Regions from separate parts of the Callithrix jacchus genome. Here region 2 is linked to region 1. A link is a contact called in public Hi-C data. All regions are on one chromosome and are shown on one strand. The core of a region is the stretch at or near the end of the contact, and the rest is flanking DNA. Distances in the headings are between cores, read along the strand shown.

What was found. A called contact is a pair of places that touch in the nucleus more often than the background predicts.
Region 2: a Hi-C map of skeletal muscle shows a contact between it and region 1, with 18 times the contacts expected there. The contact joins the enhancer-like site here to the promoter of LOC144581598 in region 1. A contact is called at or near these places in 3 of 3 Hi-C or Micro-C datasets (induced pluripotent stem cells and skeletal muscle).

What each region holds. Positions count from the first base shown.
Region 1 is chr2:151,409,239-151,412,903 of calJac240_pri, forward strand. It overlaps LOC144581598, which reads right to left and starts at 2,076. Exons shown (of 3, transcript XR_013532633.1): 1 at 1-2,076. PLK2 (polo like kinase 2) reads left to right here and starts at 1,739. Exons shown (of 14, transcript XM_002744937.6): 1 at 1,739-2,135; 2 at 2,720-2,827; 3 at 2,971-3,087; 4 at 3,283-3,412; 5 at 3,646-3,665. The coding sequence starts at 1,866.
Region 2 is chr2:152,397,936-152,401,600 of calJac240_pri, forward strand. The region is part of intron 3 of LOC144581603 (a long non-coding RNA gene); the gene reads right to left. Among named protein-coding and RNA genes, the nearest start is that of ACTBL2, 26 kb to the right of the region's middle. Within about 2 kb of position 1,811, at least 2 of the 16 cell types and tissues checked have an H3K27ac peak or open chromatin away from gene starts, as enhancers often do.

The DNA of each region.
Region 1 (3,665 bases), core at 826-3,325:
CTCCAAATATGGCTCTGGGATAAGGATTATTTAGAGATAATTATTTTGAGAACTAGCCGACCCAGGAGATGCTCTAAAAAATGGCATATTACCCTTTTGTAAGGGAAACTTACATTTACTAAAACAAAAACAAAAACAAAACCCATAAAACTACATTTGTAAGAGTGTCTTCTCTGTACCAGGAGGAAAAGTTTGACTCTAAATCATGAAAAACTCTTTTGTCAGTGAAGAAATAAGAAACCCCACTCCTATTTACTATACATTTCCTGGTCATGCTTCCTTAACTTGCCCGCCCCATACTCTTTTCTTTTGGTTTAGCTAAAGATGGTATTTAAGCCCAATTTTCAGCAATTTCATGGGTTATCTCCCATGTATATAGGAGACATACATGTTAATAAACTTCCTTGTTTTCTTGTTAATCTGTCTGGTTACAGGGATCCAGGTCAACTTTGAAAGGTAGAAAATTATTTTTCCTTCCTTACAACATTTCTCACTCAGAATTGTTGTAGGATTAAGTAAGGCATTTCAAAATACTGCACAGTCCTCAATAAATGTAACACTATCATAATTAGAGTAAGAAAAATTAAACGTGTTCCTAGGTTAGTAAAACTGCACAGTAAATCTGGAAATAGAAAACTAAGCCGTGTTTGCATTCACTGGACTATGCTCCTCTCTTCATCCTCCCAATCCCCCATCCCAGGAAGTCTCGGATTGACTCTTCATGCGCCGGGGCAGCTCATGAGGCATCTCAACAGATGCATTCGGAAGAAGTCATAGATGACTCTGATTCCAAACTCTTAATCGGCATCGATTTTTAATACCAGTAACTGTCAAAGGCCTACAGTCCTCAACTGTGGCCCACTCCGACACCTAACAGCACTTCTGGAATATTCCACAAGATGCCGCCCTTGCTTTCCAATCTTCGGGCCACCGGCGGAGGACGCCTTGCCAGGGCGCCGACCTCGCTCTCCAGGGTTCAGGGCCTGACCTCGTACAGAGGCTCGCTTAAGGGGGATGGGCGGGGGTCTGACGGGCCTTGAGGGGGATCCTGGCACGGTGGGCCGATCGGCCCGGGATCCCAGCCTGCGGGCCGGAGTCCGCCCCAGCGCGATGCGGGAAGAGCTCGAATGTCCGGCTCCACGAACCGTGGCCTCTCCCCCGGCACGGCCTCTCGGCACTGCCCCTGATAGACACCAGCGAGCTCGTCACAGCGCCGCGGAGCAGCGGCAACCGAGTCCTGTCACATGGCCAGGGGAGGCCACGCATGCCCGTGCGGTGGGCTCCGGGCACCCTAACACCTAGACACAGAAGGCGCCGGGGGCGAGGCGGCCGGGAAGGGCTGCGCGGGGGAAGGGCTGCGTCTGCACCCGCGCCCAGCTCGCTAGGGTCACTGCACTGCCCCGCCACCCGGCGGCTGGGGCGGGGGTGGGGCCGGTCGCTTGACCTCGGATTTCTGTTTTTATCGCTGAGGCTCGGAGCCTTCGAAGAACGGGCGGCAGGACCCACAGACGCCCCTGATGGCCTCCTCGTGGCCGCGAGAACTCTCAGCGGCCGGAGTTCGAGGTGCGCGGCCCGGTTCGGAAGCTGGACCGGGGTGGCGGGACAGACCGGCTTCTCGGCCCTGCGCGCTCAGGGCGGCCGTGGGGCGGGGCGTCGGCCGTGACGCAATGTTGCGTTTCGAATCTCCGCCCCATTGTCGCCGGCTGGTATATAAGACTTCGAGCCTTCTCACTCGCACAAGTGGACCGGGGTGTCGGTTGCGCGTCGGCAGCAGAGGCAGGGGTGCGAGGGCCACGGCCGGTTCGGACGTGTGACCGCGCCTAGGGAGGGGACGGCAGCGGGCAGTGTGGGGCGGCGAGGCGACCATGGAGCTTTTGCGGACTATCACCTACCAGCCGGCTGCTAGCACCAAAATGTGCGAGCAGGCGCTGGGCAAGGGTTGCGGAGGGGACTCGAAGAAGAAGCGGCCGCCTCAGCCCCCAGAGGAATCGCAGGCGCAGCAGTCCCAGGCGCAGGTGCCGCCGGCGGCCCCGCATCACCATCACCACCACTCGCACTCGGGGCCCGAGATCTCGCGGATTATCGTCGACCCCACGACGGGAAAGCGCTACTGCCGGGGCAAAGTGCTGGGAAAGGTGACGAGCGGAGGGCGCCGGGCTGTCGGGCGGGCGGGAGGTCTGCCCGGGCGACCCCGAGCCGGGCGGGCCCGCGGGGTCCCGCGCCCGCGGCTTCCGGGTTTCTCGGGGGTCCGATCCCAGCGCGAGGTGGGCTCCTCACCTGTCCTGTGGCTTTTGTGCCCCGGCAGCGCAGGCGATCTCGGCTTTGCAATCAGCCTCAGAACTGTGTGCCTCCCGTAGCCCAGAGAAATGCATCTTGAAAGAAGCGAGGGCTTTTCTATTTCAGACCTCTGTCCCTCCACCTGCTCCCAGAGAATTTTCCTGACAAGTCTCATCAAACATTATTTTTCATGTCTCCCCGCTCCGACCCTCCATAAATCTCCCGTTTGTAAAGGAAAAAGAGAAACTGAACTTGCTGTTTCTAGCAATGCGTTTCTCTTCACGAGGGAGCTTCAACGGAGTAGAATGCATCCCTCTGTCCACTCTCCTCCATTCCTCTTTTTTTTTTGCTTTTCTTTCTTCCCATTTATTTATTTATTTAAAGTATCTGCCGTCCATTTTTGTGCCATACTCAATTCCATCTCGGCTTTGTTTCCTTTCAGGGTGGCTTTGCAAAATGTTACGAGATGACAGATTTGACAAATAACAAAGTCTACGCTGCAAAAATTATTCCTCACAGCAGGGTAGCTAAACCTCATCAAAGGGAAAAGGTGTGTATGACTCTTGAGTAAAGTATTTTCTTTGTGTGCACGGATGGCCCTTCCCTGTTAGGAAAATGTCTTCTGCCTGTGTAATCACTGGCTTTTCCGAGGTGACTGGAGGCTAACAAGCCCTACCTTGCTTTTTCATGTAGATTGACAAAGAAATAGAGCTTCACCGAATTCTTCATCATAAACATGTAGTGCAGTTTTACCACTACTTTGAGGACAAAGAAAACATTTACATTCTCTTGGAATACTGCAGTAGAAGGGTAAGTGTCAATTCCTATTTGAGGACATTTACTTTCCCTGAATTAACATGGCATTCAAACAGTATTTTATCTGGGATTTTAGCTGTGGCAGTACTCATACTGCAATGTTAACTTTCATTGCTCAACCTGCAAAGGGAAACCAGTGATTTTGATAACTGTTTGACAGCTTCTCTTTTTTCCTTCTCGTATCCCTAGTCAATGGCTCATATTTTGAAAGCAAGAAAGGTGTTGACAGAGCCAGAAGTCCGATACTACCTCAGGCAGATTGTGTCTGGACTGAAATACCTTCATGAACAAGAAATCTTGCACAGGGATCTCAAACTAGGTGAGTCCTTGACACCGAAAGCTGAGTTTTGTGTTAGAGATAGTTCTTTTTTCTCTCCCTCCTTTTTTTTAAACATATTAACGTTCTTAATTGGGATCTAGCGTCTGCAATTTAGCTTTTGAATGGGTGACTTTGATATAACAATTGGCTGCCTGGGTCCAAAGTGGATGTGTGTGTACTTGGTTAGAATGCATTTTCAAAGGGATTCACTTATTGTTTTGTTTCTCATCTAGGAAACTTTTTTATTAATGAA
Region 2 (3,665 bases), core at 561-3,060, 990 kb after region 1:
AGCTTTTGGCTGTATTAGTTCTAAAGTTCAGCTTTTCAAAGACTCAGTAGACTATTGTGACCTGAAACTTCCCTTTGTAACTTTGTTATTCTGGGAATCGAGTTATATATCCCTAACAACTGACCACAAACAATTTTTGGAACACAACCCATTCATAAGTTGAGGTCTGCCTACAAAGAATGTTCTTTCCTGTGCAAGGCAGGTTGATGAATTGCATTTATTAGAATTACAGGATAAAGAAACCACAAAAGGCTAACTTCGGGTCTTCAGATAGTCCTCTCAGCCTTCTGGCTCCAAAACATAATCATAATTTAAGCTTGTCTGGTGGTGAGCCAGGCTGTCCCAGGAAAAATCAATGCAATCAGACTCGTGAGGCTAAGTGAAGGCCTCATGAGTCTCAACGTGGAAACAAAAAAAAAGCTGCCTAATCAAAAGCAAACTTCAGAAATGAAGGAGAGATAAAGAAAACAAACAAACGAGTAAAGAGAGTACACAAATGTGGGGATGTGATTCTAAACGGTGTCTTAACCATGCTTGCCTGTTGAAATAACTTGCGAAGGTTTAAAGATACAGGTGCCTGTGCCTCCCATACATTCTAATTTCAGTGGACAGTAGTGCATCTGGGCACCCAGTTCTATAAAGCTCCCTAGGCAATTCTAATAAGCATTCATTTTTAAGAATCCTGCTTCTAAAGATTAATCCAAAACCAGGAAATAGATTCAAGGAGTAAAAGGTAGGAAATATGAATAGGATTTTTAGGTCTAAAATGAGCCCTTGATCCAGGCAGTCACTCTAACAGGTGAGGCCAGTGTCAGAATTCCCTGTGGTAGTTTCCTAGAGGCATAAAGGCTTCCAGGGAGTCAGAAAGGCATGTGGCATCAGGAGGAGATAGCAAATGGTCATAGGGTCCCAGTCATAGGTTCAGGTAGAATCTGAAGGAAAAGGGAAAATAAGGGGTAAAAAAACAGGCACAAATTCCACCACTAAGAGAACTCTGAAGATAGGGCAGGAAACAAAAAACCAAGATGTGCTTAGATGGACACAAGGTAACATCATGAAGCTGAAAGATGAGATTCATTGAATACTGAGTCCTCAGGTCCTTCTTTTCCTTCTCCTTACAGCCAGGATTGCTCCTACAGCCCAGAGGAAACTGTTATTATCCCAGCTGTGGGGGTAAAGAATTTAGGGGCGAAACCCCAGCAAGCCTCTGTAGTTTTTTCCCTTAGAATAAGCAACTTGCTTCCTTCTATGTGCCATACCCAAAAAGGAGGGTCTTTTTGTTTAAGTTCTGCTCAAGACCTAATTTTTTAGGAAAACTTCCATCTAATGGCATAATGTATGGCCCACTCTCTCCCTCAATGTATAGTCATATACAGCTGCACTGTTTGTACACTGCATAAAGGCACATGAATGAGAGTTAGGGACTGAAGTCATGTGGCCTGGTACCGAGCTGTTTCTGCCCAGAGAACCCTCCTTTTCTACTTGACACAAAGCCTCAGTGGGAGTTAGGAGTAGCTCTGACAGTAACGAATGATTTGCATCTATTTAAATCTTTGTTGATAAATGATTAATCTACTGACTCTAACCCTACCAAAATTGATGGATAAATGCTATGTTTTAAATATTTAACAGGGCAATCTGCATTTACTCCGCACACTGACATTTTCTCTTTAAAAATGTTCATTTTTTTAAAAAAGAAACTCCATCAAGTGTAGCAAGAAAAAGCTCGTACTCTTGCCCAGTCAACTTCATCCACTGACGACAGCAGGGAAAAACATAAGAGCCCCTTGTTTTGCTGTCTTTGTTTCCCATGTTCTGAGCAAAATTGCACTGAAATTATGAACAGCTAGCAAATGGTATATAAATGACCAAAAACCAAATGACAGCTCTATGAACAGTCAGGCTGGCCCTGGCAAAGCCAGGCTGCTTGGGTTCTGGAACAAGAATTAAGGAATCAAGTTCCATTCCTGGCACTATCCCCAGTTTGCTGTTAACCTTTTTTGTTGTCACCTCTTTTGCATCCATAGGGCGTTGTGACATGCACTGCAGTGCAAAGGAGACAGTGTTTGACAAGATCTGAGCATCTTGGACAGAGGCCACAGAGCCAAGTCAATGCAGAGAGAGCTCCTCACAAGTGTCTCTCCCTGGGGCTCAGCTCTCTAAGGGATCTCTCTCCCCGGGGCTCAGCTCTCTAAGGGATCTCTCTCTCTGAGACTGTTGAGCTGCTTGTTGAGGTGTCAGCCCTTAACTCAATGGGAATCATTAGGGGAAAAAACGAATCGTAGAAAATATCTCATTTCCCAATGGGACAGAGATTCTTGACAGAGCTTAACCCAGCAGTGTAGAAAAATTCAAGAGAAATGCAACAGTGCCCTCAAGGAACAGACACATCTTGTGCATCTGAGCTGTGCTTTCTTTCCATCCTTTGATTACTGTCACTCCCCCAGGCTCACTCAGTATTAAACCCTTTCATACCATGTGGCTCCTCTTGAGACTCCATCATAACTGTTTAGGTTCAGATGAAGACAGCTCAAACCATTCTATTTGGACCTCAGTTTCTGCCCTCTGTCTTTCCTCACCAGAAAAAAAACATTCCTTCATTTTGGAAATCATATCTATTCTAAAGTTAGGAACATGGTCCCTTCATAGCTGATGGACCCTTCATAGACCATCATGGTCCCTTCACCACAGATGTTCTGTGCATACACCTCCAAGACTGACTTAGTTTCCAGAAATTACCTCCTTTCTCTAAAACTTCCCAAAGAAGGAAGAATCAGTGAACTCACCCAGCAAATTTGTTCAGATCTGGGTCTGGTCTCACATCTGTTTCCTTCTCTACCCACGGGAATGCTGAGTGTGGGGGTTTTTTGGAACAAATGAGAAGAAAGTTCCTATTTAATAGAAGGTGGAGTGTTGGTTATTAAACCTGGGCCCCATCACCATCTCGGGTGCATCTATTTCCTCAGGAATCCTGTTCTGATAGCATCCTCCAGGCCTGGTGCTCCCTTCTCAGAATTTACAATGGAAGATTGGGTGGAGACAGGACTGGCTTTGGTTTTGTTTTGCAGAAAACCAGATCTCTCTCTCTGCTTTTAAATTGCCTTCGCCTTGCTCGCCAAGGAGAGGCCATAGAGGCACCTGTGATGATACTGCCCTTGCTCCCACTCACTGTATTTATACCCTGACTACCGTACTCCAGATTTAAGGCTCCCAAGTTGGACCAAGTGACCTCCACAATCCTTCCATAATTCTTTAAGCCTTTTTCATCAATTAAAACAATTTTCAAGTATAACCCCCTTTTGCTTTTCTCCTTCCCATCATTCATATTCAGCCAGACTAGTTAAAATCAAAAGGAATAAAAAGTAACAAAAACCTATGTGTGTGGCTATTAAATAGGAAGCTATAGTTTGAAAACCTCAATCTTCTCACTTGGAGGTAAGGTCTGCAATGTCTTTTCATGTAGTTTTAATTGTCTTTTTAGTTTCATTTCTTTCTCCTCCAGAAAAAATATCCCCCAAGCAAACAAACAAAAAGTAGAATATATTTAAATTATAAGTACGGAGGCCAAGGTGGGCAGATCACTTGAAGGTCAGGAGTTTGAGATCAGCCTGGCCAACATGGCAAAACCCCATCTCTACTAAAAAATACAAAAATTAGCCGGGCGT